6 separate regions of the Mus musculus genome follow, and all the other regions are linked to region 3. The links are chromatin contacts, called in public promoter capture Hi-C maps. All regions are on one chromosome and are shown on one strand. The core of a region is the stretch at or near the end of the contact, and the rest is flanking DNA. Distances in the headings are between cores, read along the strand shown. Region 1 holds the start of Irs3 (insulin receptor substrate 3). Region 2 holds the start of Pop7 (processing of precursor 7, ribonuclease P family, (S. cerevisiae)). Region 3 holds the start of Bcl7b (B cell CLL/lymphoma 7B). Region 4 holds the start of Ufsp1 (UFM1-specific peptidase 1). Region 5 holds the start of Zfp113 (zinc finger protein 113). Region 6 holds the start of Zcwpw1 (zinc finger, CW type with PWWP domain 1).

Region 1 (4,134 bases), core at 645-3,144, 2.5 Mb before region 3:
TCCAACCCAGCTTCATACTGCAGTGATTTCTCTAGGATTCAGGATCACAAATGGGTCATAGACCTCTGCTGCTTGGGCTGCCCCTGAACTATGCTGAGAAGACGACCGACCCAGGTTGTCTTGGTTCTGTTTACCTGTTACATGGGTCCCTTACCTAAGGGAGCCCCTCCCCCAAGTCCCCTACCAGGGTCTCAGGGCTTGGCCTTTTCTTCTCTGTATACCGTTATCTTTCCCCACATGGATTTTGCTGGCCACGACATTAGGGCATTGGCAGGTCTGCTAAGGTACCATGACTTGTCAACTAAGCTTTGTCAGAATGTGTCACACCACTCCCCACCCCCATGTGACCCTAATGTAGAGAAACAAAATATCCAAGGGGCTGGGGACGTAGTCTAATTAGAAACGTGCTTGCTGTGCAGATCCAATGGCCCCAATTTGATCATCAGAACCCACATGGAAAGTAGAATCCCAGTCCATCACAACCCCAGCACTTCTAGAGCAAGCTAGAAGACTACAACAGGACACGACTCGGAAGGCAGAGGCAGGCAGCTCTCTGAGTCCCAGGACAGCCAGAGCTACAGAGAAACCCTGCCTAAAAAAATAATGGCCACTACTATCTTTAAATGCCTGGGGTACACAGTGCGGCAGCAGAGAGAGTCCCTGCTTCAAAAAGGTGGAAGGCTAGCCGGGCATGGTGGTGCACGCCTTTGATCCCAGCACTTGGGGGGCAGAGGCAGGCGGATTTCTGAGTTCGAGGCCAGCCTGGTCTACAAAGTGAGTTCCAGGACAGCCAGGGCGATACAGAGAAACCCTGTCTCGAAAAAACAAAAACAAACAAACAAAAAAAGGTAGAAGGTGAGGACCCACTTCCAAAAGCTGACCTCTGACCACATGCAGGGGACAGCCTGTACAACACACGTACTATTTTCCAAGCTGGGTGTGGTAGCATGCACTGTAACCTCAGGCAGGGGAAGTGGAGTCAGACATATGATAGGCCTGAGGCCTTCCAGGCCTGCAAATCGAACCTACTAGACAAGTTCTAGTGAGCCTGTCTCAAAAACAAGAGGGATCGCTCTTGAGGAATACGAGAGGTTGTCTTCCAGCCTCCAATAAGCATGTGCATTTGTGGCCTATGATCTCCAGCCCCACCCAAACCTCTCAGGATACACGGGCTCACCAGGACGTCTGCCACAGGATCCCAGCTCCTGTGACCACAGCCACCATCAGGTTCAAGTTGGCATTTGGCTGGTGGTCAGGGGCACTTTGAGGAAGGTGTCTCTGAGAGACTAAGTCCTCTTTCACACATCCTTCAGTGGACATTTGCATGCGTGGGAATCTGGAGAGGGTGGGGGTGCGGTTGGTTACCAGAGACCAATCTAGTTTGGTTTTCCTATCCTGGGGTATCCATCAACCCAAACTCAGATAGCTCAGAAGCAAAGACACAAAGATCATCTCTGGGTAGGAAAGGAAAGAACACTGAGGACCTATACAACTAGAGGCTCAGTTCGGAGGCTCCTCCCTGGAGAACTGCCGCTATCAGGATGGCCCGCTAGGCCAGGCCACTCTTCTAATTACTAGTGCCATCACTGCTAACCACAGCCGCTTCTTCTGCACCCTGGCTTTCTGGCTTTCGAGATTGCCCCGGGCTGCCTCTGGCGGTACTCCTCCACCCCCACATCCAGTCAGCTGATTGGTAGAGATGCCCCCCCTCACTCCCCGCCCCTGTGAAAGTTTGGTCCCAGCGGTGCAGGGCTCCTACTCTAGCCTATGAATCCTAAACTCAAATTCCTGCACTCGGGCGTGGGAGGGTTAACTTGAAGGGGTGGAGATTCCAACAAGGAGGCTGACCCAGCTAGGTCAGCCTCCCTTAGACCTAGGAGTCCTGGTGTCACTGGCCACTGGGACACACGCACTCCTGTGTACAGGCTCCTTGTTCACTCCAAGTCAGGAGAGGGCGTGGAGAGATGCAGGGCAGCTAGGCCGGCTGCAGTTTCCCAGGGCTACTTGTTCCAAGCGGGTGGTAGCTCAGGGGGCCAGACCCATTCAAATCAGTCCTTCTGGGGACAGTTTACTGTCTTTGGCTGGAAATGAAGCCTGCAGGTACGGGCCCCACAGTCTCCTCCGGGGGCGAGTGCACCGACGTGTCCCTCGGCTCACCGTTTCCTTGGCCCTGCCTGCCCGACGTGCGGCTCTGTGGCCATCTGAGGAAGCAGAAGTCCCAGCGCCGCCGCTTTTTCGTGCTGCGCGCTGACCCACCACGCCTGGAGTGCTACGAGAGCGAGAAGAAGTTCTTGGCCAGCGGCTGCCGCCCACCTAGACCCCGGCGTACCGTTAGCCTGGAGGGTGCCTGCACTATTAGCAAGCGCGCGGATGCCCGTCAGCGCCACCTGATCGTCATCTATACCAGCGACAGCAGCCTGGGCGTGGCGGCGGCCAGCGAAGCAGAGCAGCAAGCATGGTACAGCGCCCTGCTCGAGGTGCGCGCCACCGCCGCAGCCGCTGCTGCTACTGCTATGGGTGAGCCTTGGGTGAGCGACGGGGAGGTCAGGGGGTTGCCGACTTAGTTTATCTTGAACCCATTTCCCTCAGATCAACTGAGGTTTAAATCTTTTTTATTTTCGAGACAGGGTTTCTCTGTGTAGCCCTGGCTGTCCTGGAACTCACTCTGTAGACCAGGCTGGCCTCGAACTCAGAAATTCGCCTCCCAAGTGCTGGAATTAAAGGTGTGCGCCACCACGCCCGGCCTGAGGTTCAAATCTTAAGCTAAAAAAAAAAAAAAAAAAAAGACGTATAAAACGTCTTGGTCACCTGGGACCCGGTGACCCCAACCCCTGCCTCCCGGTGACTTGCCAATTCTCTCCAGGTTTCAGTCCCCAAGAGGCCCCTGAGTCTTGGATCTTCGCCCCATTCCAGGACGTCTGGCCTGTGACACTGCGGTCCAAGGGGCTGGGGAGAGCACAAGGCCTGAGCAGCGGCAGCTATCGCCTGTGCCTGGGTTCTGGGGCCCTGAGCCTCCTGCGAAAGCCTGGAAGCAAAGGTTCCAGAGACAGCCGGGCAACGCCACCACCAGTCCTGCGCTTGTCCTTGCTCAGTGTGCGCCGCTGTGGCCACGCAGACTCTTTTTTCTTCCTGGAACTCGGGCGCTCAGCGCCCATTGGTCCTGGTGAGCTCTGGCTGCAGGCTCCTGATGCAGTGGTGGCCCAAAGCATTCATGAGACAGTCCTGGCTGCCATGAAGCGGCTGGGGAGCAATGCAGCTGGCAAAGCTGAGCCACCGCCACAGGGAAATCCTCCAAAGAGTGTTCCTGCAGCTCCTACCCCGACACCATATGAAATCCCTGCATCGGCAGCACAAGCAAGAAGCCCCAGTGAGCGAGCAAAGCAGGACTACTTCAAGCCCCTGGAAAGGATGGGGTCAACACACTCCTACAAGGGACTAGATCTGGGCGGGAACTACATCACCATGGGAGTCAGGAATGACTATGTCCACATGGGGGGAGGAGAAGCAGGTGACTATATGTGGATGGCGCCCCCAGGCCTTCCTCCCACCCCTGCCAGGGCAGATCCTAATAAGCAGCTCGAGGATTGTGAGAGCACAGAGTATGTGCCCATGAATAGATTTTTACCTGGGCCTTTTTACTACGAGCTCAAGGCCAGGGAGTCTGAACTTGGGCATCCGGGTGCCCATTGTAGCCTTAGAGACAGATGGAGACCCACAGTGGCTCAGCCCCGCTCTTCCCAAGGGTCAGAGCTCTCTGGGGACTACATGTCCATCCCCGACTATGTAGGAACGGACAGTGCTAGGCTGGGGTCTCTGGACAGCTGCCTCAACTATGTGGACCTGGACCTGGTCCCTCCCCTGGAGGTTCCTGGAGCAGCCCCAGGGAAGAGTCCACATAGCTATGCCAGCATCAAGTTCTAGAACTTTTGGGAGGTAGTCAGGTGAGGAGACCCAGGCATTGGTCAGGGAAGAGAGGAAAAGAAGAGACCTTAGTACTGTTCAGCTCAGCTCCTGCACACAGGACCCAGGAACCCTGAGGCCACCATGAGCTGCTCTGCTGCCCCCTTGCCTGCTCTGTTCCTTCCAGCTGTACCACCTAGGAAGCCCTCAGGAAGCCATGCTCGAGGAACCAGA
Region 2 (4,330 bases), core at 961-3,460, 2.3 Mb before region 3:
AGCATGGACATACACTCATAGGAAAGCTTTTGGGAGTGGACTTTTTTCTTCTATTATGGTGGGTCCCAGGGCCCCACCTCAGGTTCTTGGGTTTCACAGTGGGTAGCCTTACCTTAGACCCTCCACCCTTGAAATTTTGATGAACAACAGCTTATCTGTCTTCCCCACCCCACCTCGACCCTGTCTCTGGACTGGTTGCCTGACTAGCCTCTTGAAGAATCCCCTTACATTTTCTCCATTTGTTTTATAGTTAACAGTTTCATATTCAGAGCCACTGGCCACGCTATGGTCTTAAGGCCCTCCCCCACCCTCGGGTCTGTTTCAGAAGCACTCGATACACAGTCCTTTTGCATTGTGCTATGTTTGCATTTCTGTCAAGACAATGAGTTGGCCGGAGCTATAACTCAAATGGTAGCAAGTACACTGCATGAATCAGCTATGCTGGCCCACACCTGTAATTCCCACACTTGGCAGCGGGAGGCAGTTGAGCCAACCTTCAAGGGCACGCTCACTGAGTTTGATGCCAGCCTGGCTGTGAGGCCCTTTCTCCAATGGCTTGGTGTACTTGAGTGTTTCTGAGTTCTCTATTTTATTGATTTTTGTATATATACACCTGCCAACAGCACACTTTTCTTAATGACCGTATTTGCATGGTAAGTCTTAAGGGGCTGGCAAGATGGATCAGTGTGTGAGCTGTGAAGTCCTTGCTGTGTGAGCCTTTGCTCCTCAGAACCAATATAAAGGTTGAGGAATCGACTTCACAACGTGTATGGTCCCTGCACTGCATACACACAATAGCCATAGCTTTAAAAGTAAATATATATTTTTAAATTTTTATATATGTGCCTGTGTGTGTCTGGGCACACACACAGGCCAGAGGAGGGTGTCAGGTCTCCTGAAGCTGGACTTAACATTCAACATGGGTACCGGGAACAAACTCGAGTCCTCTTCAAGAGAGTCATCTTGAAGAGCAGAAAGTGCTCGTAATTGCTAAGACAGTTGAGTCCAACAACGTTACAAAATCATTTTATTCAGTCTATTTATTTGCCATAAGTTTTAGGATAAGTTTATTAAAATGGTGCAGTCGTGCACACCTAAAACATTAGCGCTGGGGAGGCCAAGGCAGGAGCATGAGTTCTAGGCTAGCCTGAGCTACATCGTTAAACCCTATCCCCACCCCCACCCCCCAAAAAAAGATTTTTTGGTTTATATGTGCAACTCTTCCTGAGACTCCTCTAAATGTTCATTAAATATATAGATCAGCTCGGAGTAAACTGAGGTCTAGCATGTCAAACCTTCCATTTTAACCTAAATCCTAGAAGTTAGGGATGTATCTCAGTTGAGTGAGTCCCTGCGGTTATAACCCTGGCACTCACAAGGTGGAGGCAGGGGGATCAGAAGTTCAAGGTTGGCTATATAGCAGAGTGCACACTTCCCTTTCCAGCCTTCAGTCAGATTCAGCCTAGGTAAGTGGCCTGGAGATGTATCTAGGACGAAGCCCCAAAGCAGGCTTCACGCCTTTCTGCAGGGAACGGTCCAAATGCTTTACCATTGCGGGCAGAGATCCAGATTCCCACTAACTTTCAGGGGCTAGGAACCCAAGCACTGCAGTTCCTGTCCCTTCCGCCAGGGAGCGGCCGGTCATGGCTTGCCGGTCGCGGGAAGCAGCTCGAGTGCGGCGGGACAGTTAAGAGGTGTGGCGGGAAGCTGCCAACACTTGGCACCTCATGTGGGTCCCTCGCAGAGGGAGGAGTCCATCATGGTGGACACGATCCCTTCGATTTCTCGGCTTCCGGGGCTGTCAGGACGTCGGGCGGGAGGTCAGCTGTCAACTCCACTGCTCAGAAGTGGGATGGACGTGGACTACAGGCTTCCGGCCCCTGCGATCCCAGCTCCAATGCTGACCCGGGGTCGCTGCCCGAACCCCCTTTTCCAGCCCTGCTTCCCGCCTCGATCCTCGAGTCCCGCCCTGCCCGGGGAGGGGAGAACTGGGCGATCCACGCCACGCCCCTCTTGGGCCCGCCTCTGTCAATTAGCCCCGCCTCTGCTAGCTAGTCCCGCCCTTCGAAGCGCTCACTAGAACCCTGCGAACCCTCAAGTCTCGCGAGCCTTAAATCGCCTTGCGCACGCGCACGAGGAAAGGAGGCGGAGAGTACGGAAGCCTAGAAGGCCATAAGCTTATCGGTTCCGGCTTGGAGCGGGGACGCGCGTGCGCAGTGCGTAGCCCTTGCTGGCGAGCCTGCCCGGCGTTCCTCTTCCGATCCCTTCTCCGTTCTTCTTCTGCATATCGAGGCCAGCGACGTCCACTTGGATCGGTCGGCGAGGCTCACGCGAGTGAAGGGCACTGAGGAAGGAAGAAGGTAGGCGTGGACACGCCGGGAATGGGAACCACGTGATGAATGAATTAAAACTGGGAGTGGAGAAAGCGGAAGTGGAAGGGCTTGAGACACTGGGAAGGAAGAGGGTGTTGAGGGCGCCCCCTTCTGGTTGCACCCTTAGAAAGCCGGGCAAGAAAGGATTCTCCTGACCTCCCTGAATCTTGTTCCTTCTCCATGCCAGGACTCAGAGCATGGCAGAAAACAGAGAACCCCGCTGTGCCATCGAGGCTGAGCTGGACCCTGTGGAGTACACCCTTCGGAAGCGACTTCCCCACCGCTTGCCCCGGAGGCCCAACGACATTTATGTCAACATGAAGACTGACTTTAAGGCCCAGCTAGCTCGCTGCCAAAAGCTCCTGGACGGAGGCACTAGGGGGCAGAACGCATGCACTGAAATCTACATTCATGGCTTGGGCCTGGCCATCAACCGGGCCATCAACATCGCCCTGCAGCTGCAGGCGGGCAGCTTTGGGTCCCTACAGGTGGCCGCCAATACCTCCACCGTGGAGCTGGTGGACGAGTTGGAGCCAGAGACTGACTCTCGGGAGCCCCTGACGAGGGTCAGGAACAACTCAGCCATCCACATCCGAGTCTTCAGGGTCACGCCCAAGTAACTGAAGGGAGGCTGACTTGGACCCACCAAGGCTTCTGAGCACACACATCCATGTGGCCGAGGTTTCTAGTGCTTCATAGTGGCTCTTGTTCTGAGTTCTGTCCTGAGCCTCTTGTTACCTTGTTACTTCAGCCTAGAGGACTGAGAATGGAGAGCCCGAGAAGTGAATCTTCCTTGTCCTGTATAATAAATTATTAAGTTGTGTTGGTGCCGGGCTTCGAATGGCCTCTTTTTCCTAGTGTAATTCTGTGTGTACTTGAATAGGAAAATGGTAGGAAAGAGCAAGTATATAGGCCACAGTAAGGCATCTCACATTGAACCACAGTATGACGGGAATCAAATTTGTTGAGTGTAACACGGAAGCTTAATTGTTACAGTGTGCTCTCAGGAAGATGAGAGAGTAGACTCATCGACTGAGCTAGCTACAGCTGGGATGTATCCGGCTCTCATGGTTCCCAGGCTTGGGAAAAGAGAAGGTTTAAAGGTGAGGGAAGTTCTTTGTGGATATAACTCAGCAAAGGAATCGTGACTAGTGAGTGTTACCTAGTTGCCTAGCATAGGATTAGGCCAGAGGTTCAATTCCTAGTAACCACAAGAATTATGACGGGGGAGGGATGGGGAGATGGCTCAATAGGCAAGGCACTTGTCAAATAATCATGAATATTTGAATCAGCAGAACTCATTTTTCTGCGGAGCATTGCAGCTCTTGAATCCAATTCCCATGCTTCTACAGTGAGATAGGTATCAGAGATGGGCGAATCCTCGCTAGCTTGTGGGCTAGCTGCTCCGGCATAAACATCAGCAGCAAGAAACCCTGGCTCGAAGTGGAAGGTGACTTACACGTAAACTGTAGCACATGTACTGGTACTCACACATACACATGCAAAACTGACGGTTTGTTTGCTGGTAGTCAAACCTAGGGCCTTTTTACCCAAAGTAAGTCTACTGTTGCTGAGCCACGCCCCCAGCTCTTCAGTGGTGGATTCTAAGTAGCCCTTCTACGGCTAAGCCCCTAGCTCTTGAACTGACAGTTTTGACTGTTACACTTGATTCCTGTTCCCGAAGAGCTCATGTGTTGCTGGGCATCGGTAGTCTAGAGTCTGAGATCAACCTAGTTCAGCTGTTTAATCTTTCTTGCCAGCTTGCTTAGATGTAAAATCACCCAGTAGACACTCCTCTGGGCATGTGTTTAGCTGAGGTAGGGAGAACCTGCTCTTTATGTGGATGGCAGCATTCCATCCATGGGCTCGGGGCCCAAACTAAATACCGAAGAGAAATTGGAGGGGCTACCAAGATGGCTCCAGGGGTAAAGGCAAGCCTGACCGCCTGAGTTTAATCC
Region 3 (4,246 bases), core at 893-3,392:
CCACCATACAAACAAAACTGACCCCTCCCCTCCATGTCTTCCTGAGGTAGAAATGGCAGATTTAACACCCTATTAGTAAAGCAAGAAAAGTTTGTGTGGCTTTTACTCAAGATCACCATGAGATAAACTCTGAAGGCCTCAAATATTTCTAAATCCAAATGAACCAGGTGTGCCCTCACCTCATTCAGCATTTCCTCCTGTGTGTGTGTGTGTGTGTGTTTGTGTGTGTGGGGGTGCTGGGAGGGGGACAGGGATGGAATTCAGGGCCTTGGCCATGCTAGGCAAGTACTTTACCTCCAAGCAACATCCCTACTCGCTCAAAATGCTTGTTTTGTCTTTTTTGTTCCTTGGTAGGGACTCTTAAATTGCTTAGATTGGCCTTAAACTTGTGGTCCCCCTGTCTCAGCTTCCTGAGTAGTTGAGCTCACAGGTCTAAGGCATTTGGCCCATTTCACTATGATGATTAGGACTCAAGTCCCCAGCTCTTCCTTGAGTAGCTAGGGGACTATAGGTGTGTTTTGCTGCAGTGTTAGTAGTTTTGAGTTAAAAAGTCAAACATGGGGCTGGGGTAGATATATATAGTTCAGTGCTAGAGAAATTATCACGAGTGAGCAAGGTGGTGGGCACTACCCTCAGAATTAGGGGATGGGAGTTGGTTCAAATATGCGGAATGTCTTGCAGTTCAACCTAATATAATTAAGGAAAATTCTGTGAAGGTGACCTTCGCTAGAATTTCAAAATGTGTCTCTGAGGAACCTACATTGAAATTTCTTTTGAGCATTTTATTATTTTTATGTGTGTGGGTGCTTTACATGCGTGTGTGTCTGCGCATTACACACGTGCTGTGCCCACAGATGCCAGAGGACATGGTATCCCATGGGACTGGAGAAGAGCTGTTAGGGGCCATGTGGTGGAAGAGCAGCCAGGTGCTTTTGACCATTGAGCCATTTTTCTAGCCTACATACTTTTCCTTACCAATAAAAAACAAAAGGGGGTAGAGACTTGAGAATTACATAGGAACAGAGGAATGCCATAAGATGCAGACATTTTCCAACACTTGGGAAACACAGACAGGTGGGTCTTTGAGAGTTCAAGGCCACCCTGGCCTACAAAGAGAGTTCCAGGACAGCCAAAGGATTGGGGACACTGATTCAAAAACAAACAAACCACTCTCGCGGCCTCTTAGCTACTGGGTAAACTGAGGCAGAAGAATCACTGCCAGCCTAAAGCCAGCCTGCGGTCCTCAGGGAGCTCCGGTCAAAAAACAGTAAGGAAATTACAAATCGTTAAGTGAAGTGAATGGCTCAGAGGCTTGGTTCAGAACAATTTAAAGCAATAAAATCCTGACCTAAATTGTTCGCTAATTGTTCTGGGTTTGCAATAAACATTTGCAGGGTCAGGGTACCTTGGTCGCCAAGAGCAAACCTATGGCGAGTGGGCTGGCTAAGGATCCAAGATATCAGGAATTTCTGTTCCAAAAGTGCCATGTTTACAAACTTCCGCTTAATTTCGACCACTTATATCGTATAATAGTCGGCAACAACGGACATCACCGGACACTTGTGCTGCGCAGGAGCGGAAACCGAACCCGGAGCCGCCAAGCAGCATTTCCGCGAGGTCTCCACCGGAAGTGCAACTGTGCAGCGCCAGGCCCCGCCCCAGGCAGAGCGGCCGGAAGCGGCTAATGACAGCTATGGGAGGGGCCATGAGCCGACCGTCTTTCTGATTGGCTACAGGGAACGCGGACTCTGAATTCACGCCGATACCGGCGCGCCCTCCTTTCGCTTTTTGGCTCCGGCCCCCTCCCCCCAGGGCCGGCCTCTTGGTTCCCATCCTGCCTGTTCCTGTATGGCGAGCCTCCGCGCCGGCTTTCCCGCAACCCCACGTCAGCAACCCCTCCGCTCCCGCCCCTCACCATTTCCGCACTTTCTCGATGGCCGCCATCACCTTCTTGATGTCATCTTTAGCCCGGCTACGGGTCTCGGCCCGGACCGAACGGCCGGACATGGCGGCGGCGGGGAGTGGCTGGGGGCCGGGACAGTGCTCCCAAGACGCGGGATATCACGCGCCTCACGCGTCGCCGTCCACCCGCTGCCACCGCAGCACGTCACCGCGGCCGTCGCCCCCCCTCCGTGCGCGCGTGCGCGAGGGAGCGCGCGCACCCGCCCGCCCCTTGGGCCCTCAAGGCCTCAGCGCGCTTGCGCACCCGCCCGGGGGCGTCCCTGCTGTGCGCCTCCAGAGACCCTTTGCCCTCTTGCTGCCAGGCTGAGCCCATCGTCGTCCGCACGTGGTGTGGGCCAGGCGAGGCTGCGAGGGTGGTGGTGGGATGAGGTTTCCAAGTCACCACTTTCCCTACCTGCTGCTTCAATGCATGCCCGGGAATTTTCAATACTGTAGACCAGGCCAACCTCGAATTCACAACCACCTGATTCTGCCTCTCCGGTGCTCTGTGCCATGGCATTTGACCGGAAAATTTTATTTCATTTTGCTTTTCCGAGACAGGGTTTCCTTCTCTGTGTAGCCCTGGCTGTCCTGCAACTCACTCTATAGACCAGGCTGGCCTTGAACTCAGAGATCTACCAGCCTCTGCCTCCCAAGTGCTGGGGTCAAAGGGGTTGGAATTTTCTTTTTTTCTTTTCTTTTTCTTTCTTTCTTTCTTTTTTTTTTTTTTCTTTACATGTATATGGCACAGAGGACAATTTGTAGAAGTTGGTTTTCACTAGTGAGTTTTAGGCTGTTATCAAGTCCTTTAATCCCCCATGACCCCTGACCCTTCAAGGAATTATTTATGCGCTGCATGTTCACCTAAAAGGAGATCTGTGTCATCATTGTCTAAATAGCTGTGTTCCGGAGTCATTATCACACCTTCCTTCATTTTGACTTCTGGTCTTCGAATTCTCAGCTACCCACCTGGAAATTTCTTCTGATTGAATCAACTACTTTTCCAACATCCAGGTCACACTGCGGCTCTTCCTGAGTATTTTGCACCTGGCTCATACTTTTAGCATTCCACTTCACTGTCAGGGAATTCAGTTCTGGATAAAACATTGCCTGTGTTCTGTGCATTGGACCAAGTACTGAGGACATAAATATTTCTCTTTTGAAAGAACTTCTGGACCAGGGACTGTGATGAACACATTTATCCCAGCACTCTGGCGGAAGAGGCAGGTGGATTTCTGAGTTCAAGGCCAGCCTGGTCTACAGAGTGAATTCCAGGACAACCAGGGATATGCAGAGGTTTTCTCTGGGGGGTTGAGGAAGGACAAAAAGAGAAAAGAAAGAGGGGAGTGAAAAGCAGTGATAACAGACCCAATAGAAGGAGGAGGTGACCCACAGCTGACGTTGCATGCCCAGAGGGACTTGTTTGAATCAACTTTGAGGTTTACTTGCAGTTCCAGGAAAACCAAGAGTTCAAGGTCATCCTTGACTGCGTTTAAAGTTTGAGGCCAGTTTAAGGCTGCATGAGACCCCGTCAAAGAAGAGGGAGAGGAGTGTGTCTCCCAGTGACTGTGTAACTTATCCTGAACTTGGCGAAGCTTCTGATTCATGACTCTCAGCCTTCCAGCTGAACATGTTTGCTGGGAAAGGATTCCTAAACAGCTTCTGCAGGGGGCGGGGGGGAAGGGCCCAGGTAACAAATGCAGGGAAATGATTACTGTTGAAATAACTGGATCAAACTCAAATGACCTAATACAAGTGAACCCAGGGCTTACCTAAACATGTCCTACATCAAAGGACACAATGAAGAAGATGTTCTCACTGCTACGGAGATGAAAATAAAGAACAAGAAAAGAATGCAAGGCAGGCCAACAGTGTGCTAAGCTTCACTGCTTATGTTCATGGACACCCGCTCCCCGAACCAGCACAAATACAAGGCCACCCCTTGACAGCTATGTTTAATTTCTCTCACCACCTAAATCCAAGCCATTGCCAGCAAGAACTCCCTCTGCTGTTCATGTTTCTCTACCACCTTCTTTAAATTTAATTTAAAAGAAAAAAATTTTTGAGGTAATGTCTTCCCATGTAGCCTGGAACCAAACCTGCCCAACCTGGGTTAAATAGCAAGACCCTTTCTCAAACAGGTAGGATCTAGTGGCATATACCTGTAAGCCCAGCACTGGGGAAATTTAGGCTAGAAGAACAGGAACTCAAGATTAAGGCCAGCCCTGGCTACTTGTGGTTTCAAGACCAACCTGGGCTCCATAAGACCTTGGTTTTGCTGGGCGTGGTGGCGCACGCCTTTAAT
Region 4 (4,702 bases), core at 500-2,999, 2.1 Mb before region 3:
CTTTGAGAAGTGTGCTCCACTAACCTTCAGGCCCTATTCCTAGAATTCTTGTCAGTCCCTTTCCTCCCCCGCAGTAATTCATGTTCCTGTCCGTGTTGTACTCCCCCCAGGCCTGACCCCAGGACTTCCCTACCCACATCAGACGCCACAGGGCTTGATGCCATATGGTCAGCCCCGGCCTCCCATCTTGGGCTATGGAGGTGAGTGTGGAAAGGCAGTGCAGGGGTTTGGTGTCTGTAGGCGGCTACAAAGCTTAGGCTGAGGTTGAGGTCAGTTTTTAGTTCACCCTGGGTCTTTGTCATAGCTGGTGCTGTCCGCCCTGCAGTCCCAACAGGAGGGCCTCCATACCCCCATGCTCCATATGGTGCCGGCCGTGGGAACTATGATGCTTTTCGAGGCCAAGGCGGTTATCCTGGGAAACCTCGGAACAGGTGAGCACGAACGATGCCCAGGCTGCCTTTCCCCGTCTCTGACTATAGGGACATCTGTTCACATTTCCTTTATCTCACAGGATGGTTCGAGGAGACCCAAGGGCCATAGTGGAGTATCGGGACCTGGATGCCCCGGATGATGTTGACTTCTTTTGAGCCATCCATGTCCCCTCCTGCATTGCTACATCAGTACCCGTGACCACTTTATCCCATCAGCTGAAAAGTTTTTTGTACGTTATTTTACCCGCTAGTAAAAACACTTTGGTAGTGTGTGTTAACTGTGTGCTGTATGTCCCTTCCCAAACACAGGCTGGGCCATAGTAAGCTGAATTACGCCAATTTATTATTTTTCAGAACAGTATCTCTAATTCCAGCTTGGCCTTGCTGTGTAGACCAAGTTGGCTTTGAACTCAGATTCACCTGCCCGTATCATTGTGCCAGGCCCAAACTTGATCGCGGTGGGGGCCTGTGCGAAGTAAATAGGTGGCTGTGTTTAGTCTCAGTTCTGGGATCTACCCAACGGTGCAGGTAGGGCGTGGTGATTCAGAGATTTCTGGTGAAGCACAAGTTGTAGAAGGAATTGGAATCAAAGACGCTTTTTACCTTTTGCCAGCCCACCCATCCAGCAGCTTGTAGTTCACAACGGTTTTTTGGAGTGCCCCAGTAGTGTGGGTCCAGTATCAAGACATAGACTTCTGAACCTGGCCCCTCACAGATCCCCAGCAGGGCCTTGGACTGGGCATCTGCATCTCCTCCTACCATTACTGGGCCCCCACCCGTTGTAAAGTGTGAATAAAGCCGCTCCTCTTCTCCCCTAAGCCCTACTCCGCGGGGCAAGTGGCATAGGCGCCCTTGAGGTCCTCCGAAGTGTTCTAGGCAGAGACTGGCCTCTACACAGCCGATCCAGTTACGGGAGCCCCGGAATCCGGGGGGCTTGTCGCCCATGGCCTCTAGGGCTCCCTGCAAGGCTGGCAGTCCAGGCACGCCCGAGGACTGGCCCCCTGGCCAGGAGCACAGCGTCTGCAGGGTGCGGTAGCCGCATCCCCAGCCACGGTCATCCAGTCCATCGCAACCATAGTGATAGTAAAGGTAGTGGCCTGAGAGGAGGGCCAGTCGGGCGGGATCATGGCAGGGCACAGGCAGGCCCAGGTGCACGTCCTTCAGCAGCTCCAGGGTGCTCGGTAGAGCAGCTGTCATCGAGGCAGGGCCAATTCCGGGTTCCTGGTGTTTTCTGGGACTAGCTACGGGCAGTGTGGGCACGTAGAACCGGAGAACTCTCAGCAAGCAGGCTAGCGGCAGGAGAGATGATTCCACAGGCAGACGAATTAAGGAGCCTTCTAAAAGGCGCCGGCAAACCAGCCTGGCTGCGCAGTCGCAGGCTCCGCCCCTAGGGGCGGGCCCAGCGCTTGCTTCCGCCGGATGCTGCGGGCAGGGTGCCTCAGTGCTCACCAATCCCGAGGCTTCTGTTCCCAGCGTCTCTGACCTCATCCCCGCCCCAACTTCCCGCGTGTTGCACAGACTCTGGTGGCTGTAACAGTTTATTGGCGGCCCAGAGGGGCGAAGGCACCGCGGGGAGGGGAGCTTAGCCCAAGACATGCAGAAGATGGGGAGCCCCTAGTGGGAGGAAGTCGGGGAGGAGTGGACAGGGCCTGGGGGCTCGGTCGTATTATATCCCAGCCCTTAAATAAATAGTGTATATACAGCTAGGGGCTCGGGCAGGGCGGCAGGACCTGGGGTCCCCCAAGGGGTCACAGGTCTGAGCAGCGCTCCTGCTTGCTATAGTGGTCGAACTGGTTCTTCCAGTGCACCATGTAGGAGCTCCAGCGGTGGAACTCGGCCTTCCACTGGCGCTCCGCCTCGTCCAGAGTATCTGCGGCCAGGGCACCCCGCAAGAGTGGGAGAAACGGAACAGGTCGGGTAGTGGAGACCGGTCGTGAGTGCGCCGGCACACACGCATTGTCGGAGGCCGAGCGGGGTGGTGGAAAGAGAACAGTGGATGATCCGGAGAATGAAGGGAGAGGTGGAACAGGAAGGAGAGGAAGAGATAAAAATCACCGGAAGACGGAGGGGAGGGACAGGATCAGAGTGGGAGAAGGGTTCATGGGTTAGTGGGGAAAAGAGAGAAGATACAGAAATAGTTGGCGATTATAAGGCCCTTTGGCTGACGCCAACTAGCCCCGGATCCTTCTCCCCTCAACACCAGGCTCAAGCTCCAAAGGATAATTTTTTACATTAAAAAAAAAAAAATCCTGTTTTTTGAATTTTTGTTTAACAAAGATCCCTGAGTCTGTCCATTTTGTCTCGGCTTGAGAATGGAGTGGGGTTCTGTATCCCTGAGAGGGGCCCCTTCTCAGCTACACACTAGAGTAAGTGTGCTTTGAGACCAGAAGGGGAAAGGATTGCAGTTAGAGCCACGGAAGCCCGGAGTGGAGGAGGAAAAGGAAGAAGAGGAGGGACAGGGCTAAGTCCGGCCCGGGCCTCGGGGCCGCCTCCCCATGGGCGGGGCTTGGGCAGGTGCAAGGAGCCTCCGTGGCTGGGGAGGTGGAGAAGAGAGGGATTACACCCTGTGTTTTGCACCCCATCTCTCTCCCCTCCTTCCAACCCTTGCCGCCTTGTGCATTCCCTGCTCCCCCCACTCCATGCGCCTACCGGTGGCGCTGAGCAATTTGGGGAGAAAGCGATTCCAGAAGGCGCAGGTCTGGGCGCGCAGTCCCCGCCGCACCTCTAAGGGCTTCAGGTTCAGGCTCACATATTGCTGCGCGGCAGTGGTGTACGGTGGCCACTGTGGAGATTTGGAGTCTCGAGGGTCATTGGGGTCCCTGAGGAAGGAAAGGGAAATCTCAGCCTGCCCAGAGGAATAAGGAATGAAGACGTGGATCCTTTTCCTGACTCTGGACCCTCTTCAACTCTTAACACCCAACTCTCTTCTCCCTACTCCAGCCAGCCCCCCACCCCCGCCCTCGCCCCGTGTGAGTGTGTGTGTGTGTGTGTGTGTGTGTGTGTGTGTGTGTGAGAGAGAGAGAGAGAGAGAGAGAGAAATGAGTGCTGCCAATGCTTCTGCCTCAGTTTCCCAGAGTACGGATTTACAGACATGGATAGGTTCCCTTCTCATTTTAAGTACCTTCTACCATTCCACCACCTAGGGAAGTTTTCTTTCCACTGGACATCTCTGTCTCTTTCTCCATTTCCCTTTGTTTTCAAAGTCTTTCTAGCTGGGTGCGGTACTACAGGCTTTAATCCCAGCACCCGGGAAGCAGAGGCAGGCTAATTTTTCTGAGTTTGAAGCCAGCCTGATCAACATGGAGATTTCCAGACCAGCCAGTGCTACATAGCGAGACCCTATTTTAAAATAAAAATTCTAGGATTGTGCTTTTAGCTGTGTAGGTAGGTGCAGTCCTGTCTCTACAATTATTACTTTTACTTTGGGAAACGAAAATCAGATGCACCCAAGGGTTTGTGCATGCTAGGTAGGTAAGTACTAACTGAGCTACACCCCCAAACCTCTACTGCCTTTCTCTGTCGTCATCATCATCATCATCTGTGTGGGTTTGTGTGTGAGTGAGAGAGATTTGAAGGTCAGGGGTAGCTTTGTGGAGAGCCACTTCTCTGTGTTTCAGGGATTCAACTGAGATAGGCTTGCAGGGCAATCTCTTTTATCTGTTGAATACCAGTTACCTCGCTGTCTTTTAGAGTGCTGGGGTGGCCTCATATACATTTGCTTTTCAGCCGTCTACCATGGAGCTGTTCCCAGCCCTTATGGGGGCTCTCACTCTGTCGTGTCCCAGCTAGTCTGGAACTGTATACATTAGACTGTCTTCTCCCTCCTGTGCTGGGATTCAAGGTTCCCAGCTGGTTTTGTCTTTTAAGGACTCCCTGTTCTGCCTGCCTTGTTCTCCGGCATCACCTGAGACTTTCTCTTCACCCCTTAACTTTGTGAAGGTTTCTTCTTCTTTTTCACTGCCATCCATGGGTACCCCTCTCCCCTGGACCCCCAGACGCCATCCCCACTCCAATACCACTGACCCTGTGCGGGCAAAATTGGTCCAGTATTTCATAAGTCGCTGAGCAAAGATCCTCTCCTCCGTGGTGTAGTTCAGCGAGGGATCCAGGGGGAGCCCAAAGATGAACTCGATTTCATAGCCATGGGGCACCCCCATCCAGAGGGGCCAAGTCAGTGTGGAGGCACGGTGTTCAAAGATGTAGGCATAGACCCGGGCCCCTTGGGCAGCCAGTCGCCCAGCCAGCTGGGCCACAGGGCACACAACGTTGTG
Region 5 (4,391 bases), core at 981-3,480, 3.0 Mb before region 3:
TTTCCCTTGGAGCTAGAGTCATAGGTGGTTGTGAGTGTACAGACATGGGTACTGGGAAATGAACTCCAGTCCTGGAATAAGAGTGCGTGCCTCTATCGTGTACTATTGACTAGTCATTCATGACATGGAATGGGGTTACCTACCTCTCTAAAACCTGTAAGATGCAATAGTACTCCTTACTCCTGTTAGTCTCCCGGCCTGAAATCTCTTCACAACTTCCAGCACAATCTCTGTAGCATTAATAATGCTTAAAATAAATTGTTTACCCCCAAACCACAATATGTCTCAGGGTACCTCTTGAACCCCAAATGTGAGCCTTTATAGGAAGCTCATTTTAAATATGTGTTTGTTAATTATTATCATTTGTTTTGAGACCGAGTTTTAGTGTGCAATTGAGGCTGGCCTCAAACTTTTGACTATCTTTCTGTTTCAGGCTCTAAAGTACTGCAATTACAGATGTGTACCCCACGTCAGGCTCGTAAGTGCAGAATCACTTATGTGTCTCATGTAGCCCAAGCTGGCTTTGAACTCAGTATGTACTGAAGAACGAACTTGAGTCCTTGATCTTCCTGCCACCACCTCCCAAATGCTAGGAATACAGTACTGTACCATATTGTCTGGTTTATGCACCATTGGGGATGGGGACCCAGGGCTTCAGCCAGGCTAGTCAAGCAATCTAAAAGCAAAGCTGTGGGCTGGAGAGATGGCTCAGTGGTTAAGAGCACTGACTGCTCTTTCGAAGATCCTGAGTTCAAATCCCAGCAACCACATGGTGGCTCACAACCATCTGTAATGAGATCTGACGCCCTCTTCTGGGGCATCTGAAGACAGCTACAGTGTACTTAGATATAATAATAATAATAAGTAAATCTTTAAAAAAAAAAAAAGTACTGGCTGCTCTTCCAGAGGACCCAGATTCCATGCACTCATATGGCCACTCATTACCGTAACTCCAGTTCCAGAAGATGTGATGGCTTCATCTGACCTATATCTGAATCAGGTGTGTGTGTATGTGTGTGTGTATGCAGGAGAAAAACACTCATTAAAATACTAAATCTTCAAATAAATATTAAATCTATTAAAATAATTTTTTGTCTTGCTTTTTTTGAGACAGGGTTTCTCTATGTAGCCCTGGCTGTCTGGAACTCACTCTGTGACCAGCCTGGCCTCGAACTCAGAAATCTACCTGCCTCTGTCTCCCAAGTGCTGGGATTAAAGGCGTGCACCACCACTGCCTGGTTAAAATAAATCTTTTAAAAACTGAGTGCTGAGTGCTTTAAAAAAAAACCCATGGTGCTATTTTGGATATAATATCATTAGCACCAACATAAATTCCAAATTTTAAAAATATAACTATTATACTTATCAAGCAGTGGAGAAATCATGTTAAAAAGGTAATCCTTTTTTCTACTATAAGAAGTTTTGAAATAAAATATTTTCTTAATTAGTGAGAATGTTCAAAATAATTAAAGAAAAATTGATGAGTAAAAAAAAAAAAACAAAAAAACAAAAAAAAAAAAAAAACAAAAACGGGGGCTGGAGACATGGCTCAGTGGTTAAGAGCACTGACTGCTCTTCCGGAGGTCCTGTGTTCAAATCCCAGCAACCACATGGTGGCTCAAAACCATCTGTAACAAGACCTGACTCCCTCTTCTGGTATCTGAAGACAGCTACAGTGTACTTACATATAATAAATAAAATAAATCTTAAAAAAAAAAAAACCAGAAAAACAAAACAAAAACCAAAACCCATGGTGCACTTTTATTTATTTATTTTTTTGTTTGTTTGTTTTGTTTTGTATCATAGGCCAGGCTGGCCTCACAGAGATCTGCCTGACTGTGCTTCCCCAGCGCTGGGATTAAAGGCGTGCGCCATCACGACCAGCCAATGGTGCACATTTATATTAAAGGATTCTTCAAGTTTCATATATTTGCTATGGAGGTGATGGTGTACTCTCTCTCTTGCTATGGAGGTGATGGTGTACTCTCTCTCTCAGAGCCACTAGAACTTGTGCCCTGAATTTCCTGGACCTCCAACTTCTTCAGCTTACGCATCGTCCCTTCCCAACCTGGCCAGCAAGTGGCGCAGTCTGGTGCCCTTGTTTCCCAGCACCATCGAGAACAGCACCATCAGCGTACCATCGAGAGATGAAGACCTCCCATTTTCCTAGAGAGAGCAAGTGGGCATTTGTTGTCCTGGGTGGTGAGAAAGGACGACCCGGAAACGATATGGGGAGGGGCAGTTTCCGTTCTTTGTTCTGTTCTCCGTTGTGTGGGTCTGTAACAGGGTCCAACAGGACCTGTTTCGTGTCCGGCCCCCTAAGTCTTACGTCCCTGTCCCCAGGGTGAGTGGGGCCATCTCCCGGACTCGCGGTGAGGTGGAAGTTGTGGTCTCCGGGGAAGGGGGTTGGTGTTCACACGTCCGCGGCCCGCCGGGGTTCTGGGCCCACCTTCCTCCTGCAGTCGCTGTCCAGCTCCGCAACCCTAGCTGCAGGCGCGCAGCGTGATCCCGGGTGTCGCGTAATGGGACTCCGGGTCTGCTTTTGTGTCTCTTACCGTCCCCAGCCCCAGTGTTTAAAATTCCTAGCGTCGCTACGGAGGTCTCCCTCTCTTTAAAACAACTGATGACAGATTGCCACCCTAACTTGGTACTCTCAGCACACCGATTTCTGTGTGAGGGCAGGAGAAGGAAGTTTTTCCTTAATTGGATCGGAAAACCAGACAGTAGTTCTGGGTCGCAGTGAGAACTAGGGCTTGGGAGGAGGTGCGAACTCGGGTCCTCCGTAACCTCACCAAGATCTCATGTCCTATGGCTATGAATAGGGTTTTTTTGTTTTGTTTTTTGTTTTTTTTTTTAAGCTTACTGACTGATACCTTTTCGTGGACATGCTGGGGCCGGCTCCCTGCAGAAGTGGCCGAGTATGTCCAGTGCATTAGCTGGCTAAAACATTGAGAACCTAGTTGAACACAGAGAACCTTAGTCCATTTCAGCTCTCTTAGGGTGTACTGAAAAGACAGTATGTGATGGTCTTTGCTGGTAGTTCCTAGCACATTCCTTTACCCTCCGTACTTCTTAAGTACCTATATTAGACATAAACTGAACCCGATTTCCCCATTTTGACCCCTTAATCATACAGAACTGGTAGAACCTAAAACAGAAATTCTCAACCTTCCTCATGCTATGACCTTTTAATGCAGTTTCTCATGTGATGACCCCCAACCGTAAAGTTATTATTGTCACTACTTCATAACCGTATTTTTTTTGCTACTGATAAGAACAGTAATGTAAATATCTGTGTTTTCCAATAGTCTTAGGTAACCCCTGTGAAAGAGTCATTCAACTTTCAAAGGGGTCACGACCTACAAGTTTGAGAAACAATGACCTAATGTGAATTTCCAGGAATTAGCCAAATTGGCTTGCTCACATCTAATCCCAGCACAGAGGCAAATGAAGCAAGGCCAACTTGTCCTATACAGTGAATTCCAAGCTAGTCTGGGCTATAGCCTGATTCTTACCCAATAAAGAAAGACCAAACCAAACAAACAAAAACCTCAGAACTGCACAAAAGGTGCTAAGTTTCCAGTCATCGCTACCTTAATCCTATAGTGAGTTACTCCAAAGAAAGAGGAAAGGATCCAGGAGGCGAAGCCTCTCTTGACCTGTGCTTACAGCCAGGTGGTCTTTAATCCCAGCACTCGGGAGGCAGAGGCAGGCAGATTTCTGAGTTCGAGGCCATCCTGGTCTACAAAGTGAGTTCCAGGACGGCCAGGGCTATACAGAGAAACCCTGTCTCCAAAAAACCAAAAAAAACCCCAAATCAACAGGGCAAGAGAAAGGCCCTGCCCACACCTGGATGGTTTTACTCTGTAGTTTGTTGTTTTCGAGACAGCTCTCTCTCCCCGTAGCCCTGGCTGTCCTTGAACTCTCTATGCACACTAGGCAGGCTTTAAACTCTGATCTGTCTACTTCTCTGCCTAAGTGCTGGGATCGAAGGCGTGCATCATCATGCCCAGCTTTTAAGCTGTGTGTGTGCATGCCTGTTTCTCTGAGGTAGAGACTAAGTTGGCACCATCCTGTCTCAGCCTCGTAGGTGATAGAATTTCAGGCCTGTGCCACCTATGCCAAGTGGTTCACCTTTTTTGTTGTTGTTTCAAGACAATTTTTCTCTGTAGCCCTGGCTGTCCTGGAACCTCTGTAGACCAGGGTGGCCTCCAACTTACTGCCTGCCTCTGCCTCCCGAGTGCTGAGGTTAAAGGTGTGCAGCACTACCACCCAGCAAAATATTTTAACGGTATACTTTTTTAAAAATTTATTTATTTTTTAAAATTTTAAATGTATAGGTGAATTGCCTGCATGTATGTCTGTCCACCACTTGCATGCTGTGCCTGGTG
Region 6 (4,629 bases), core at 1,734-4,233, 2.6 Mb before region 3:
TAACCTCTGAGCTATCTCTCCAGCCCTATTCCCTCTTTAAAAAAAATTATTTATTTAATGTATATGAGTACACTGTAGCTATATAGATGGTTGTGAGCCTTCATGTGGTTGTTGGGAATTGAATTTAGGACCTCTGCTCGCTCCGGTCAGACCTGCTTGCTCCAGAATAGGGCATCAGATCTCATTACAGGTGGTTGTGAGCCACCATGTGGTTGCTGGGATTTGAACTCAGGACCTTTGGAAGAAGAGTCAGTGCTCCTACCTGCATGAGCCATCTCTCCAGCCCCCCCCCCAATTCCCTCTTTATACTGATAAAGAAAAGTAAATCCTTCAGTATATCTATTATCATAGACTCTAAGTTTCTAAAAATCATAAAAACTATATTTAATAACAGCGTTCAGGAGGCAGGATTTAGAGTTCAAATTTGATGGCTACATAGCAAGACCCTACCATTTAAAAAAAAAAAAAAAACACAACAAGGGCTGGAGAGAGCACTGACTGCTCTTGTGAAGGTCCTGAGTTCAAATCCCAGCAACCACATGGTGGCTCACAACCATCTGTAATGAGATCTGATGCCCTCTTCTAGTGCATCTGAAGACAACTACAGTGTACTTAGATATAATAATAAATAAGTCTTTAAAAAAAGAAAAAAAAAAAAAAAGCTGGGCAGTGGTGGCGCATGCCTTTAATCCCAGCACTTGGGAGGCAGAGGCAGGCAGATTTCTGAATTCAAGGCCAGCCTGATCTACTGAGTGAGTTCCAGGACAGCCAGGCTACACAGAGAAACCCTGTCTCAAAAAACCAAAATAAATAAATAAATAAAAGCAAAAACAAAAACAAGCAAACAAAACTTTTCAATCACTTTTAAGCTAGGATAGTGAGCCATGTCTAAATTTCAATCGTGGGAATGTTCTAGTTTGAGAACTACAGAAAAACCCTGCAGTCCCTCCAAAACAAAAACAAAAGCAAATATAGACACACACAAAGCCTCCTATATTTCAGAATATAGTTTAACACAACCAGGGGTTCACGGCTATACTCACAGCACTTAAGAGACTGAAGGAAGTTTGTTGCTTCAACTTTGAGTTCAGTCTGGGCTACAACGTGACCTTGAAAACAGCCAGGGATACAGACAAGACTCTGTCTCAGAAAATAAACAAATAAGCAATAGATAGGTGGCTAAATAGATAGATAGACAGACAGGCAAACAAACAAACAAATGAATAAATGAATAAATGCTTACAGATAATTCAGTGGGTAGGGGTGCTTGCCCCCAAGCCTAATGATCTGAAACTGATCTCAGATCCCACTTGATTGGCAGGGATGGACAGACAGGATGACACAACATGGACAGGATGACCTCTGGCCTCCCCATGCTCTACAGCATGTGCACAAACACACACATCCAACAAACAACAAATAAATAAGGGTGATAAAACTTTTAAAAAATATAAATTCACTTAAAAATTTCCTGTCCTGGGCCCTGGCAGTGGTGGTGCATGGCAGCACTGTGTAGGCAGAGGGGAGGGGGACTGACTGAGGAGCTGGTGAGATGGTTCAAGAATTAAGAGCACTGGCTTCCAGGGGTGCCTGTAACCACATGATGGCTCACAACTATCTATAAAGGGATCTGATGCTCTCTTCTGGCCTGCAGGTGTACATGCAGACTGAGCATTCACACATAAAAAAATGATGATGATGATGATAATGATAGAATAAATGAAAATTTCATTCCCTTTAATACGGAATTGATGGCTTTTTGACATTGCCTAATAGCCTATGAACTCCTGCCTATTCTCATGTTTTACCTGTTTTTAAGTTCACTTTGTGAGCACGCATCTGTGTTCTGCAGACCTTTTAAACGTTTAACAAGGAAAACAAGGAAAGAAATAAAGAAAGAATCAAAGAAAGAAAGATGTTCTACCTACCCTCACCAGATTTACTCTCAGAAGGAACTACCCAAACGAGACTTCCCACAGAACATTACAAATAAAATTCACAGTAAAGTGTATTGGCTCGGGGCGCGGTGGGGTGGGGGTTGGGGGAGGTGGTGGAAGAAACCCCGAAGATGTGTGGTCACCTGTGAGCAAAACAGTTTCTTTCGTGACATTAAATGTCATTTCTAAGCCGGGCGTGGTGGCGCACGCACTCGGGAGGCAGATTTCTGAGTTCGAGGCCAGCCTGGTCTACAAAGTGAGTTCCAGGACAGCCAGGGCTACACAGAGAAACCCTGTCTCGGAAAAAAAAAAAAAAAAAGTCATTTCTATCCTTGACCGCAATCTCTGGATCGCTCCCGCTCCCCCCAACCCCCGTGTCCCGACCTCAGGCTGCCCTCGGGGATGCTCTTGCTTCGAGGACCTTGTGCCCTAGGCCTTCGCAGGGCGGGCGCGCGTCCTTTCTGCTTACAGATAGCAAGATGCGGGGCCATGTATACTGAACCCCACAGCGGAGGGGAGGCCTTTGAGTGGTCTTCTACTTTTCCTCTCTCTTTACCAATTCTCTCCGCGACGGCCATTAAAAGCAGAGATCTCACCCAGGCAAACAACCCTCGCCTCCCCTCAGAGCGTCAAGTAACGCTTCGCTACTCTCCCGGACCAAGAACGCCACCATGGAAGCCTCTTCCCCTTTGCTCCCGCTCAGCCTCGCTGTCCCACAACGCCTCATTTCCCTCCGCAATACTGGGTTATTTTTTGTTGTTGTTGTTCTGAAGATTAGCGATTCTGAAGAGCAGGGGCTAAGGTCCGCTGTGGCTCCGAAGAGAAAATTTCTCCTCAGCCAACAGGTACCGAGAGTCACCACAACTAACACTTTCCTCTGCAGTCGCATAAAAGACAACTACCTTCTGGGGCGACGAGGACCTAAAGGTGAAGCGCAGCTAACGCTGTCGCAGCCATTCCGCACATCCCTTCCACCTCGAGCAACTTTTCCCGCCACCAGGAGAAGGCGCGAGGACACGGACAAATTCCGCCCCCAAGCGGCGTGCGCTCAGGTGCTGCGCGTGCGCAGTTGGAAGTTGCTTCTGCGTCTGCGCAGCCGGAGTAGCCCGCCATCTTAAGAACGAAAGCCTAGTGAAACTACAAGTTCCATAATCCTCGCTGACATCTTTAGTTCCGCGCCCCCCCCCCCATAATATCCTGCGAAGCGCCCTAGGCACTTCATTCTTATCTCTGCCTCAAATCGCTTTCTCTTTCCTGTTTTCGTGCTATCACTCCCTACCTTTTAGTTGTCGTCACCCTCTTAAATTTTGAAACCATCTTGAGCTCCCCCCTTGCCTCTACAGTGCTCTTTCCTGACAAATAGTCTGTGGACTGGGAAACTCCGCCAGCCATCAGTCTGAGGATTCTGCATAGAATCAGTGCTTCCCATTGGCCGAAACAGGAGCCCAAACAGGTCGATACCCTTTCCCGCCCACATTCGCGGTGTGTCTAGCTGCAGGGATAATGCTGTAAAATCCGCAACGCTAGCGGGTGGCGCTGAGGGACCGATACGCAGGCGCTGCACTATGGCAGCGGCGTCCGAGGCCTGACGTAGGTGTAGGGAGGAGAGGAAGGCGTAGTTCTCTAGATGTTTGTCCCTGGTGGAAGGAGGAGGGCCGCTTGAACAACTGGGCCATTTCAGGGGAAGAGGAGTTTGGACAATCTCGATGTTTTAGTACTTGTTTGTTTTCAATTCAGAAAATATATTAAATAATATATTGCATTTTATTGATAACAGTTCTTGAGACAATGGTCTCGATTCCTTAGCCTACTTTATCATCCTCTCCTCAGGTTCTCCTAAGTCCTAATTCTAATGAGATAGGCTGGGGGCGGGGGGAAGGGGTGGGGAAAAGACCAGCGATCGCTCATGAATAATTCATGAGCCCGCCTCTTTCGCTGGGAATGCACGCCCCTTGGAAACGTGCTGACGCACGCTGCGTGTAATGAACCTAAGGAAACGACGTCACACTCCCCGCCCCTAGAGCGGAGGGGGCGGAACATCATCTCCAGCACGTGTTGCCCCTTCAACCCGCGCAAGTCCAAAAGGACTGTGCGCAGGCGCTCTCCAGGAGGGGCGGGGATGGGGGAGGAAGGAGGCGGGGCAGGGAGGTTGTTGGGTTTAGAGCCGGGCGGAGACGGCGGAGCCTCATTCCTCAGGAACAAGGGTCGGGTGTCAAGGAGACCTTTTCACACCAGCTCCCGTTCCCCGCCTACGGTGGGTGGGATCGCACGGCAGAGACAAAGGATATCAGTAGGGCTTGGACTTAGCAGCGAAGGGAAGTCGGGTGTCCGTGTGGGGCGGTGGGCGTCTCGGGCTGGGGGAGGGTGAGGTAATTAGGGAGGGGGGCTGTATTTAAACTCTCGGAGCCGTTAAGTTGGTTCGCACTCCCGATGCGCGCGCAGCCTGGGTGGTGGCGGAGCGCGCATGCGTGGGTCCTGGGCGAGCGGGACGCGCGCCCGTCGTGCGCGCTCGCGGCAGAGTGGTAGTGGCGGAGAAAAGGGAGTCGGCGCACGCGCAGTTGGTTCCTCGGCTTGTCCGGGTCTCGCGGGCATCTTGTTTTGGTCTCGCGGGCGAGTGGAGCGCGCTTGGTGTGTCGCGGGAGGGAGGTGGAGGCGCGAGGCAGAGCTGCGCGCGCACTCGGGGAAGGAGGGA

What was found. Promoter capture Hi-C pulls out the DNA fragments that hold promoters and counts their contacts.
Region 1: a contact with region 3 is called in a promoter capture Hi-C map of liver, with 2.9 times the contacts expected there. The contact joins the promoter of Irs3 here to the promoter of Bcl7b in region 3. A contact is called at or near these places in 3 of 39 promoter capture datasets (liver and pre-B cells) and 1 of 115 datasets of contacts at active chromatin or transcription factors (large pre-B cells).
Region 2: a contact with region 3 is called in a promoter capture Hi-C map of pre-B cells, with 4 times the contacts expected there. The contact joins the promoter of Pop7 here to the promoter of Bcl7b in region 3. A contact is called at or near these places in 3 of 39 promoter capture datasets (liver and pre-B cells) and 1 of 9 other capture datasets (liver).
Region 4: a promoter capture Hi-C map of pre-B cells shows a contact between it and region 3, with 2.3 times the contacts expected there. The contact joins the promoter of Ufsp1 here to the promoter of Bcl7b in region 3. A contact is called at or near these places in 3 of 39 promoter capture datasets (liver and pre-B cells) and 1 of 115 datasets of contacts at active chromatin or transcription factors (astrocytes).
Region 5: a contact with region 3 is called in a promoter capture Hi-C map of liver, with 6 times the contacts expected there. The contact joins the promoter of Zfp113 here to the promoter of Bcl7b in region 3. A contact is called at or near these places in 2 of 39 promoter capture datasets (both in liver).
Region 6: a promoter capture Hi-C map of pre-B cells shows a contact between it and region 3, with 5 times the contacts expected there. The contact joins the promoter of Zcwpw1 here to the promoter of Bcl7b in region 3. A contact is called at or near these places in 2 of 39 promoter capture datasets (liver and pre-B cells) and 1 of 484 Hi-C or Micro-C datasets (CD4 T cells).

The regions. Positions count from the first base shown.
Region 1 is chr5:137,643,474-137,647,607 of GRCm38.p6, reverse strand. Irs3 (insulin receptor substrate 3) reads left to right here and starts at 1,894. Exons shown (of 2, transcript NM_010571.3): 1 at 1,894-2,517; 2 at 2,864-4,134. The coding sequence starts at 2,088. The coding sequence ends at 3,921.
Region 2 is chr5:137,500,309-137,504,638 of GRCm38.p6, reverse strand. It overlaps Pop7 (processing of precursor 7, ribonuclease P family, (S. cerevisiae)), which reads left to right and starts at 2,210. Exons shown (of 2, transcript NM_028753.2): 1 at 2,210-2,360; 2 at 2,560-3,200. The coding sequence starts at 2,570. The coding sequence ends at 2,992.
Region 3 is chr5:135,166,268-135,170,513 of GRCm38.p6, reverse strand. Bcl7b (B cell CLL/lymphoma 7B) reads right to left here and starts at 2,142. Exons shown (of 6, transcript NM_009745.2): 1 at 1,916-2,142. The coding sequence starts at 2,007.
Region 4 is chr5:137,291,716-137,296,417 of GRCm38.p6, reverse strand. Ufsp1 (UFM1-specific peptidase 1) reads right to left here and starts at 1,749. Exons shown (of 1, transcript NM_027356.2): 1 at 754-1,749. The coding sequence starts at 1,628. The coding sequence ends at 975. Ache (acetylcholinesterase) reads right to left here. Exons shown (of 5, transcript NM_009599.4): 3 at 4,455-4,702; 4 at 3,081-3,250; 5 at 1,952-2,301. The coding sequence ends at 2,180. It overlaps Srrt (serrate RNA effector molecule homolog (Arabidopsis)), which reads left to right. Exons shown (of 20, transcript NM_031405.2): 18 at 99-200; 19 at 305-431; 20 at 512-714. The coding sequence ends at 587. It overlaps Mir8116 (microRNA 8116), which reads right to left and starts at 2,638; the gene lies at 2,542-2,638.
Region 5 is chr5:138,153,583-138,157,973 of GRCm38.p6, reverse strand. Zfp113 (zinc finger protein 113) reads left to right here and starts at 2,230. Exons shown (of 5, transcript NM_019747.4): 1 at 2,230-2,344.
Region 6 is chr5:137,786,156-137,790,784 of GRCm38.p6, reverse strand. It overlaps Zcwpw1 (zinc finger, CW type with PWWP domain 1), which reads right to left and starts at 2,983. Exons shown (of 17, transcript NM_001005426.2): 1 at 2,840-2,983. It overlaps Mepce (methylphosphate capping enzyme), which reads left to right and starts at 4,084. Exons shown (of 4, transcript NM_144913.3): 1 at 4,084-4,629.